2 separate regions of the Mus musculus genome follow, and region 1 is linked to region 2. The links are chromatin contacts, called in public promoter capture Hi-C maps. All regions are on one chromosome and are shown on one strand. The core of a region is the stretch at or near the end of the contact, and the rest is flanking DNA. Distances in the headings are between cores, read along the strand shown.

Region 1 (5,298 bases), core at 147-2,646, about 22 Mb before region 2:
TTGTTATAGCCTAGACTAACCTGGAATTTGAGGTCTCCCTGCCTCAGCCTCCCATGAGCTGGGATTACAATGTACCCATCCCAGGTTGTGTACATGCTTCATGGTAGTGGCAGTACACGATCCATCAAAGGTGGTGTGTGCAGCGATGACATCCCTGTGTGTGACATGTATGGGGCAGTATGACACTGTGGCATGTGAGTAGTCTCTGGCCTGGTGACTGTGTTGGTGAGGCTGCTGTTGTGTGCAACATCAAGACCGAGGACTTGGGAATCTAAGGGGGGGTCTTGAGTCTGTGCCTGGTTTGACTTAGTGTACACCACCTCATGTCTGCAAACTAGGACGGTGGCTCACTGTGTTCCTAAAAACACGTGCTCCTGAGGTTTGTGTGTGCACTGATGGAGATTTGTTTCTTTGTGTGTGTCTGTGTGCCTGCGAACACGAACATTCTTCGCCATGTGCCACTGTGGTTCTTGTGCAACCCGGACTCCTGGTCATACTTAATGTACCCTGATGTCTTTATAGCCATAGCCTTCTGGAGACAGGTGCAGCCCCCCTCAGGACAGCTTCAGCTGCTCTCACAAAATGTCAGCAAGTATCCAAGCCCACTTATTGCCCATTTGTTAGGCCCTGGAGTTGGTGGAAAGGGTCGGGCATTCAAATAACCCTATCCACACAGCCCTCCCCGGAATGGTGGTATAAATATTAAGAGTAGCTTAGTGGTAGAGCGCTTGCATCGCACATGTGAAGCTCTGGATTCAGTCTCCAGCACTACAGAAACAAAAAATCCGCTTGGGCTACAGAGGAGCTGGGTTTTGCAAATGTCTTCTTTGTGAGTCTGTCCCAGGTTGCTTTAATCTGACTCCCACAGTTGCCCTGAGGGAGCAGCGAGGAGCGGGTCATGCAAATAGTACACATTTGCTCATTTGTTCTACCCGGTTTCGCTTCTCTAAGGACGTCCCGTACTCACCGTTATTTTTTTTTAAGTGCTTATGTAAATTACTGACGTAGGAATTTACATACACTTTCCAACTAACTGCGCAGTCATTTCTCAATATACTCTTGGGCTGTGTGCAGGAGCGGCCCATGTAAATGAGACATTTGCATAGCAAATGCCAAGAACCCAGCTGACAAGTTCACTGACACTTTTGGCTCCGAGGGGTGGGCCTTTCTGTGTGAAACTGCTCTTTTGTACCCCTCTCCAAGGGGCCGTCTTGAGAACTCACAGAACGCCTTTTACTGAACCTGCGTGTCTGCTTTCGCGTGGAAGGGGAGGAGCACATAATGCAAATAAGCCTCGCGTCCCGGACCAGCTCACTTCTTGGGCAGTGCGTTCTAAGCCTCCTGTCAACGTGCGGTTCGCGCACGCGCAGTCTCCTCGGCCGGGCCGCTGTCACGTGCCCAGCGGGCGAGGCGGGGGCGGGGCGTCGCGGGCGGTGGGGGGCGGGGTATGGCGCGCTGCGAAGCGCAGGGCGGCTGGCACAAACGGCGGCGCCGAGGCCGGAGGAAAAAGCTCGGTGAGGAGGTCGCGCGAAGGGAAAGACCCGGGGAGGAGAAGGAGTCTGAGGCCCGGTGGCCGGGCGCGGGCGACGGGGCTGGAGGCGGGAGCGCGCGCGGGCGGCAGCGACCCCACGCTAGGGCGTTGGGGGTGGGGAAGGAAGCGCGCGCCCGGCGCGGTGGGGCGGACCATTGGGGGCCACGGGAGCGCGCAATAACCACCAAGGGGAGGGGCCGGGCCGAGGCGGCCCCGCCTCAGTCACCCGGGGCGTCCCGCGGCCCCTGGGTCCTGGCGGAGGGGGTTGGGAGGAAGGCAGTCGGGTCGGACTCTGCTCTCGGGCTCCCTTCCGTCAGTCCGTCCGTCTGGCAGGACCTCCCTTCCGGCTGGGTGTGTGTCGGGCCCCAGTAGGCTTCCTCCCGTAGGGCACAGGTCGACCCCACCGGCCCTCCCGCTCCCCTGCCGTCTTGTTTTTCTCCCTGTTCTCTTTGTCCCTGGACTCCCGGTTTTCCCCGCCTGCCCTGGCTCGTAATCTTCCACCCAGGCGATTAGGTTCCCGCGAATGTTGCGCGGTGGCATTGCCCGTTGGTTCCCCACAACCCTGACTTTACCCTAGATTCCACACTCCCGTTTTCTGTGTCTCCTCCCTCCTCATCTCTCTGAGTCTCTATAGAAACCTCAGGCAGGTACCTTGTATTTTCCACTTGCATCGTCGCTTTTCGTCCACAGATATCTGTCTCCCTATCACCTTCCTCTCTGGGCCGTCATGCAACGTTCTCTGCACTTTCTCTCTATTACTCTTTATGCCAGACATTCCCTCTCAAATTCCCAAGTTATATGCCCCATGTTGTCTCCCTGTGTGCGTGTGTGTTTGTTGTGGCCCAGTCTGTCATCTACTTCCTGCTGGTACCATCCCCACCCCTTCCCACCTGCTCGTCTCTTGACTTCTTTTAAGTTCTTCCTTTTCTCTTTTCCAGCCACCCCCATCAGTCCCTTCTCAAGCTCCTAGAGACAACTGTGGACTTGGGGACCAGCGAGCACCCCCAGAGCACTAGAGGAGCCCCTGCTGCCTGCCCTGCCTCACCCTGCCCCACACGAGGCCCAGCGGCCCCGGGCTGCATCAAGTGGAGGAGGAGGAGGCGGAGGAGGGTGGCACCATGGGCCCGGGCCGTGCCCTCCATGCCCGGGGGATGAAGACACTGCTGCCATGGACAGCCCGTGCCAGCCGCAGGCCCTGAATCAAGCTCTCCCTCAGTTGCCAGGGTCTGTGTCAGAGTCCTTGGAGTCTAGCCGAGCCAGAATGGGGGTGGAGAGTTACCTGCCCTGCCCTCTGCTCCCGGCCTATCACCGTCCAGGAGCATCTGGGGAGGCCTCGGCTGGCAATGGGACCCCCAGAACCACAGCCACTGCTACTACGACCACTGCCAGTCCCCTGCGGGAGGGCTTTGGTGGGCAGGATGGTGGTGAGCTTTGGCCACTGCAGAGTGAAGGTGCTGCTGCGTTGGTCACCAAGGAGTGCCAGCGACTGGCGGCCCAGGGTGCCCGGCCTGAGGCCCCCAAACGGAAGTGGGCCAAGGATGGTGGGGATGCCCCTTCACCCAGCAAGCGACCGTGGGCCAGGCAAGAGAACCAGGAGGCCAAGGGGGAAAGTGGTATGGGCTGTGACAGCGGTGCCAGCAACAGCAGCAGCAGCAGCAGCAACACTACCAGTAGCAGTGGCGAGGCAAGTGCTAGGCTGAGGGAGGAAGTCCAGCCCTCTGCACCTGAGCGCCTGGCCCTGGACTATATTGTGCCTTGCATGCGGTACTATGGTATCTGTGTCAAGGACAACTTCTTGGGGGCAGTACTGGGTGGCCGTGTGCTGGCTGAGGTGGAAGCCCTGAAGTGGGGCGGGCGTCTTCGTGATGGGCAACTAGTGAGCCAGCGGGCGATCCCACCGCGCAGCATTCGTGGGGACCAGATTGCCTGGGTAGAAGGTCACGAGCCAGGCTGCCGGAGCATTGGTGCCCTCATGGCTCACGTGGACGCAGTAATCCGCCACTGTGCAGGGCGGCTGGGCAACTACGTCATCAATGGGCGCACCAAGGTAAGGCACTTTTCTGGTGCGTGCCTGATGCTGTGGCATGGGGGTCTGGAGACAATCCTCTGCGGGTTATGTAGCAGGGTGTAGGCACCTCCGTCAGAGGGGCTACAGTTACCTCCCTCCAAACTTTGAGTTTTGTACCAGAAATAGTTCAGCCCGGGGTGGTGGTGGTCCTCGACCTTGGGAGACCCAGAGCCCCTGACTGTCCAGACTCTCCTTAGACCACGGGTAGTGAAGCTGGCACGCAGATGGCAGAACCAGAAGGCGGAGGGAAGGCTGGCAGTGTCGAGTTAGCCTAGGCCGAGGATGGGGTGCTGCCTGTCTAGTTGAGCACGGAGCCTGGCCTCCATTCTGCCCTGTGAGCCTACTCTTGGAGCCAGGAGCACCAGGAGCAGCTTCCCAATGGTGACACTGGGTGACAGTGTGCTCGCGCAGGTAGAGCACTTGTCAGGCTCTTTCCCACTCTTCCCCGCCCCAGTCCCTGTTCTCTGTTCTCTGACTGTTTGTCACTTCCTACCTGCATGTCTCTGATCTCTTTCCTTGACCCTCTGCCTTTATATTTTTCTCCTCTATGCCTCCTTGTTGCAGAACAGTAGTTCTTAATGCTTTTGAAGTCAGGGCTTTTCGGATAAATCTGCTGAAAGCCGTAGACCTTCTTGGGAAAGGTGTACATTTAGTGGGCAGTTGTCAGGAGCCGACTGGACAGACAGTGACCTCCACGGCCTTTCTAGTCTGTTGACATACCTGTTTTCTTCATGGAAGGGTGTGTGAGTCTGAGGCTTGGTGTGATCTGAATACAGTCCGTTGAGAGAGTGCCTGCTGCAGGCTGGTGGTCTTACGGACTGCGCTCTGCCCTAATGGTGCCCTCCCATATCTCCACGGCCCTATCTTGGGTTCTGCCTCAGTACAGCTTTCTTTTCCGACTGGAACTGGCTTGGGCACCATGGCCCCTGCCTCCCATCCCCCAGGCCCAGGTCTGTTTCCTCCCCACCCCAGCTGGAACCTGCCCTACTTCCATCTCCCTCCTGTTACTTGATAGCTGAAGAGCCTCCCTGGGTTTGGCTTCTGTGCAGGCAAGATCGGTGTTGCTTCCCCAGCTCAGCAGCTTTGCAGGAGGGAAGTCAGTGGGGACACCAGGAGAGCTGAGCACCCAGGGACTGGGACATAGCTTTGTAGCCTCAGAGGATGAGAAAGCTGGTTCAAGTGCCTGGCTACTCAAGCAATTTGGGAAAGCAATTTAAAGGGATAGGTGGGGCCTCCTCCCACCTGTGTTAGTGACAGGACCTGAGCTAGGACTGTGGAGGGCTAAGAGTCAGGTTCTTTTAAGTGGCTCTTATCCCTCGGGAGGAAAGAACAGGTCAGATTGGTCAGAGGGACAGAGGGAGCTATAGCCCAAGCACTCTACATGGCAACTCCATGCTCTCCCACTTACAAAGGAAGGGCCACATGTAGCCTCCCTTACTGTGTTCGAGAGTTGTGACTGGGGGGTATTGAAGTGATCTGAGGCAGTGGCAGTGAGGAGACCGGCCAGAAGTGTGGCCTTGACCAGTAGTAACCTAGCCTAGGTCATTCCTGAGCAGAGCTCTTCCTCTGCCTTTCCCTTCCCTTCTTTCCCTGTCTCTTCTCTGTGGACTTGTAGCTGGAGGAATTGACTGGCATCAGGGTGAGCAGAGGGATCCCCAGGGAGGGTCCAGCTAGTGTAGTTTGCCCCTTTAATTGTAGC
Region 2 (5,761 bases), core at 1,399-3,898:
TTTAACACAGATCCTCAGGTTGTGATGACCCCCAACCACAGTTATTTTCATTGCTACTTCACAACTGTAGTTTTGTTACTGTTATGAATCATAATGTAAGTATATGTGTTTCCAATGGTCTTAGGCAACCCCTGTAAAATGGTTCTTCAACCGCCGACTCAAAGGGGTCAAGGCCCACATGTTGAGAAATGGAGATCTGTAATACCCTGAGGGTTAAGAAAGGCCACAGGATTCATGAATTCAGACTGTCTACAATCACAAGAACAAGCCACACGAAACAAAAACCTGTTTTCCATAGAGGTATGTAAAGTACAGTTTAAACATTTAGCTGAATAACATCAGCAAGCAATTGGGGTAATCTGAAGCAAAGCCACTCCTAGCTGCTACATCTTGGAGGAGCACAGGAGTACAAAACACAGTCCAAGAACAATTCCATGTTTCGACGAAACAGAGGTCACAAGACTCTTGTCTCACAAGCACTCAAAATCCTCCTGACATGACTCCATTCTTGGATACTGTTCTCAAATAGAACAAATAGCTTGGTGGTTAAGAGCACTTGTTGCTCTTACAGAGGACCTGAGTTCAGTTCCCAGTACCCTCATGGTGGTTCAAACCACCAGTTATTCCAGTTCCAGAGGATCTGATACTCCCTTCTAAACTCCCTGAGCACCAGGTATACATACTGTGAACCTACATATATACAGGCAAAACATTTATATGTTCAAAATAAATAAATTAAAAAGAATTGGTGAGCCGGGCGTGGTGGTGCACGCCTTTAATCCCAGCACTTGGGAGGCAGACGCAGGCAGATTTCTGAGTTCGAGGCCAGCCTGGTCTACAAAGTGAGTTCCAGGACAGCCAGGGCTACACAGAGAAACCCTGTCTCGGAAAAAATAAATAAATAAATAAATAAATAAAATAAAATAAAATAAAAATAAATAAATAAAAAGAATTGGTGAAGAAAATGAGTTTCCTAAGAACTATAGCCAGATCTTGTCAGGGAAGAGGGTTGTTTCTTTCTGCTTTCCCTCTAGCAAAGCTACAATTTTACAGAAAACATGAAACAAGACTCAAGAAATGTGCTTATGCAGATTTAGCTATGAGACAGGTTGTCAGAACTGTGAAATCTCTTCCTGGGAGATGAGGTCCTACTCCTCTGCAGTCAAAGCTTCAGTCTGTTCTCTCCCCAGCATGGGATTACTGCAGATAGTTTAATTCTCTCTAGATCTCTGCCATGCTGTCATAACTGGATTAACACTTCATGGTTAGTAAGAGCCTCTGGGAGTATATGTAAGGACAGGACCAGGAGGTTAATTATGGGTGAGGGAAGAGATGACCTAAATGTGGGCAGCACTATCCCATAGGCTAGAGGATGGATATAAAAGGAACGAGGCCAGGGTATGGTGGCATACACTTTTAATCTCAGTATTCAGGAAGTAGAGGCAGGTGATCTCTGTGAGTTCAGGCCAGCCTGGTCTATAGCTCGAGTTTCAGGAAGGTCAGCCAGGCCTGCACAGAAAAACCCTGGCTTGAAAAGCCAAAACAAGGGCTGAAGAGATGGCTCAGCGGTTAAGATCATCGACTGCTCTTCCGAAGGCCCTGAATTCAAATCCCAGCAACCACATGGTGGTTCACAACCATCTGAAAACAGCTACAGTGTACTTACATAAAACAATAAATAAATCTAAAAAAAGAAAAGCCAAAACAACAACCCCCGACCCCGGGGGAAAAAGGAGTTCCAGGCCAGTAATGAAATTCTGTCTCTCAAAAAGTTAACAGAAGTCTATGGGGTCTGGAGGTCAGTCACAAAGCTCTCAATAAGGACGTGAGACTTCCCTGACTTCTTCCTCTGGCACCCCTACAGAAACAATGGTGGCAAAAGTCACAAGTCATACTCTAGAGGATCAGGAAGTCCAAGCCCTCGGAGTCAACCAACCTGATTTTGAGGGCTTCCTAACACATAACAGGAGCGCAGAACAAAATGGAGCCCCATAGACAAATTATGTCCACACTTCCGCCCTTCCATGGCTTCCAGGTGAGGTCGCCAGACTCCCAGCGTAACATTTGCATACACAAAAGAAATTGAGACATTTCATTGGTCGAGGTTGGAGTCTATCACACTGAGCTGGCTTCCCATTAGTAGCTTTCAATTCCTACCTGCCCCACAAGTCCAGATCACGACCGCCCCTGTTTATTGGTCAAGGCCCCTTCCGTCATCCCTTTAACCCCTCCAGTCCTGTCTTCCCTCGCTCCGCCCCTTCCCCTGCCTAACCGTTAGTCGCGTGCGCGTCTTTCTCCAGGCCGGAGCGCGCGCGCGCACCCCAAGTCGTGGCGGCGTCTCATTCAAACGGTCCAATCAGCGGCCACGTCGCCTCGGCGGGCGCCCCCTTTCTCTCTGCTCTAGGTTTTTAGCCGCTTGGTTCTCCCAGGTCAACTCCTCAGCCGGCGTGAGCCCTCATTGTGATAGCACTCCTCACAAACTGGGTTCGAACTTCTGCTACTATTCTGACAAGAACAGAGAAAAGAGCGTTGACCGCCCAGCAACGTGCGCGTTGACGTACGCGGTCGAGACGTGCCGTGAGGGGGCGGGGCCTGCGAGTAGCTATAAAAGTGCGGTGTTGGGCGCGCGGCCGGTTCTACCGAGGAGCAGACGTAACGTTGTGAGCGTTTCGTAGCGGACGTCGGAATTAGTGGGAGCGGAGTGGGGCCTCGGGGGCCTCGCTAGGGCCACAGCGGCCGGCAGTTGGGCCCCCCGCCCCGGCCGGCGGTCCGAGGAGTGCAGGAAGGGGGCCGGGGGGACCCGCCCCCGGCCGGCTGAAGTCATGGTGAGTGACGCGGGAGGCCCGAGGGGCCGTTGGGGACTCGGGCAGAGGAGGCGACTGCGGCGTCCCAAGTGTTTTCTGGCCAGCTTCTGAGTGCTTTGGTGGCATGGCTGAACGTCCGGAGCCAGGAGTCGGCCCCAGGGCCTTTCAACAAACGGTGCGGGAGCCCAGGCAGCCCTCGGAACCTTGGGGAGGGCTTTGGGCGCCTTGCGGCCCGCCCATGGGTGTTTTAAGGAGCAAGACATCCCGCCGCCATTTCGTCCAGCCTTTTTCTTTTTGGTGTGTGTGGGGGGGCGGCGGTTGATGGGGTTGTTTCAAGCCTAAGTAGGGGAAGGGCTCCGGCTAGGCCTCAGGCCCACCTGGAACCAGTAGTGGACCCATGCGCGTCTTAACGAGCGCTTTGGGTAGGTTCGGGTACGCTGAGCCACGTAGAAGCTTTTTCTGAGACACCGTCCCGGTCAGCCATGGGGCAAAAGCCAGAAGCATCTTAGGTCCAGTTGACAGGCAGTGATTGACAACCTCGGACCTCTAAAGTCTGGATTCTGGTATCCACCCACCTTAATCCTAGCTATTTCAGGCTGCTCACTCTCCTTTTCCCTCCGTGCCTAGAACTCCAATGTGGAGAATCTGCCGCCCCACATCATCCGCCTAGTGTACAAGGAGGTGACAACACTGACGGCAGACCCACCTGATGGCATTAAAGTCTTCCCCAATGAGGAGGATCTCACAGACCTGCAGGTTACCATCGAGGGCCCTGGTGAGTGTGAGCACGGAAGGGAGGGGCCACTTGACCAGATTTCTTCTGTCTTGTGGCTGTGGGACAAATAGGATTCAGCCTCTCAGGTGCTTATGACAAAATGTGGCCTTTTGCTTAGGCTTGCATTAAGGCTGTCAAGTGTTACTTTCCAGAGACGTGAGGATGCATATAAGTGAAGCAGAAATAGAAAGTGTAGCTGGGCGTGGTGGTGCACGCCTTTAATCCCAGCACTCGGGAGGCAGAGACAGGCGAATTTCTGAGTTCGAGGCCAACCTGGTCTACAGAGTGAGTTCCAGGACAGTCAGGGCTACACAGAGAAACCCTGTCTTGAAGAGAAAAAAAAAAAATGTATGCCAGGGGATCTGAAACACTAATCAATCGAATGTCCCAAGACTAAACAAAAAGCATTGTGAGGGGAAACTGGTGGTAATAAGCTGATTTGCATATTTTAAGCAAACCAGTTAGATTTTTCAGACCTCATTTGTCAACTGAATTTCTATATAGTCAGCTAAAATCAGTTTCAAAATCAGGTGACTGGCCTATAATGCTGAGGGTGTGCAATATGTCTGCCTGGTCTGCTGTTAGCTAGTGTAGCAACTGCCAGGTGTAGACCATCTATGATTACCACTTGACCCAAGCAAGTAGGTAAATGAAAACACACCTCTCATGAGGATGGGGAAAGGCTTGGAAAATGGTTTACAGGAAAAGTTGGTGGGTTGGGTCCCTTTGTCCTGAAGAGTGGCAATGTTGAAGGATGTTAGGATATAATAAAGCAGCCCCTTTTCCTCCTCTTCAGAAGGGACTCCCTATGCTGGAGGTCTGTTCCGTATGAAGCTCCTACTGGGGAAGGACTTCCCTGCCTCCCCACCCAAGGGCTACTTCCTGACTAAAATCTTCCACCCAAATGTGGGCCCCAATGGCGAGATCTGTGTCAATGTGCTCAAGAGGGACTGGACGGCTGAATTGGGCATACGACATGTGCTGCTGGTGAGTTTCAGCCATGGTACTTCATCTAGTGTTTAAAAATAAACTGAAGTAGTAGGAGACAAAGTCAAATAGAAATGAAGTTTCCAGCCTTACTGGGAAATAATGGAAGGACTGCCTTATGGCACTAAGTACTGTATTGTAGTGTCAAAGTAGAGACCTGACAACTAATAGGGTGGTTTTATAGAAGGTAGAGAGCAGTGTGTGGTTTAGAGACTCTTTTTTACATGTTTCAATTTAAAAGTGAACTTTTTAAAAGCCCAAACTGGCCATGAACTTAACCTCCAGCCATGGCTATTATATTTTTTGACCCAAGCAAGTGGATTAATGAGACAAATTAATCAGAAGCTGGATTTCTAGGATTGTGCCACCTACCCAGCTGAGTGGTTTTCTTGTGGTTTTTGTTTTGTTGTTTGTTGCACTGTAACCATCACCACTATTTTAATTCAAAGTTGTTTTCCTGTACTAATGTTTTTAACTTGGGGGGTATTACACTGCCTGAGACAGTTTTGGGGACACTATTCAGCATCGTCTGTGTACAAGACTGGACCACAGTTCTCCTTAGTCAGTTGAGGTGGAGGTAACTGATCGAGGAGGCTCCAAGGTCTCTAAAGGCCACTTAAAGTAGTTAGGTCACCTGGTGCCTCCTTTGCACTTTTTCCCCCCTAATGAGCCTCTAGAGCTGATGGTTGTGAAGATAGAGAATTGGGGTTTCCTTCAGGGCACTTGGGAAGGATTAACCTCTAAGGTAAACAACCCCAAAAATCTTTCCTGTTTTGCCTTCCTTTCTGTATGTTGGTTGAGCTTGTTTCTATCCAAAGCACTGGAAATGCTAGATGGCTATTGGCTCTGCTTTGGGGCCTGTTAAAAGAGGGACATCCAGGCCTCCAATTTGGAGGTACAGTAGTAAAAGTTGAGGAGATAGTCCATATTCATTTTCAGCATTGGTAACATCTGCCGGTTCAGGTCAGAAACTCAGAGAAGTGCCTACAACCAACCAACTTAGCTCAGGACTGTTTAATTCATGGAACCTTCTGAACTAACATTTAGAATGAACTGGATTGGATAGTGTACTGGCTAGGTTTGTGTCAACTTGACACAGCTGGAGTTATCACAAAGAAAGGAGCTTCAGTTGGGGAAGTGCATCCATGAGATCCAACTGTAAGGCATTTTCTCAATTAGTGATCAAGGGGAAAGG

The links. Promoter capture Hi-C pulls out the DNA fragments that hold promoters and counts their contacts.
Region 1: a promoter capture Hi-C map of cranial neural crest shows a contact between it and region 2. The contact joins the promoter of Egln2 here to the promoter of Ube2s in region 2. A contact is called at or near these places in 3 of 39 promoter capture datasets (cranial neural crest, maxillary cranial neural crest and pre-B cells).

Annotation. Positions count from the first base shown.
Region 1 is chr7:27,162,900-27,168,197 of GRCm38.p6, reverse strand. Egln2 (egl-9 family hypoxia-inducible factor 2) reads left to right here and starts at 1,396. Exons shown (of 6, transcript NM_053208.4): 1 at 1,396-1,514; 2 at 2,470-3,578. The coding sequence starts at 2,700.
Region 2 is chr7:4,809,227-4,814,987 of GRCm38.p6, reverse strand. Ube2s (ubiquitin-conjugating enzyme E2S) reads left to right here and starts at 2,648. Exons shown (of 4, transcript NM_133777.2): 1 at 2,648-2,825; 2 at 3,432-3,579; 3 at 4,376-4,566. The coding sequence starts at 2,823.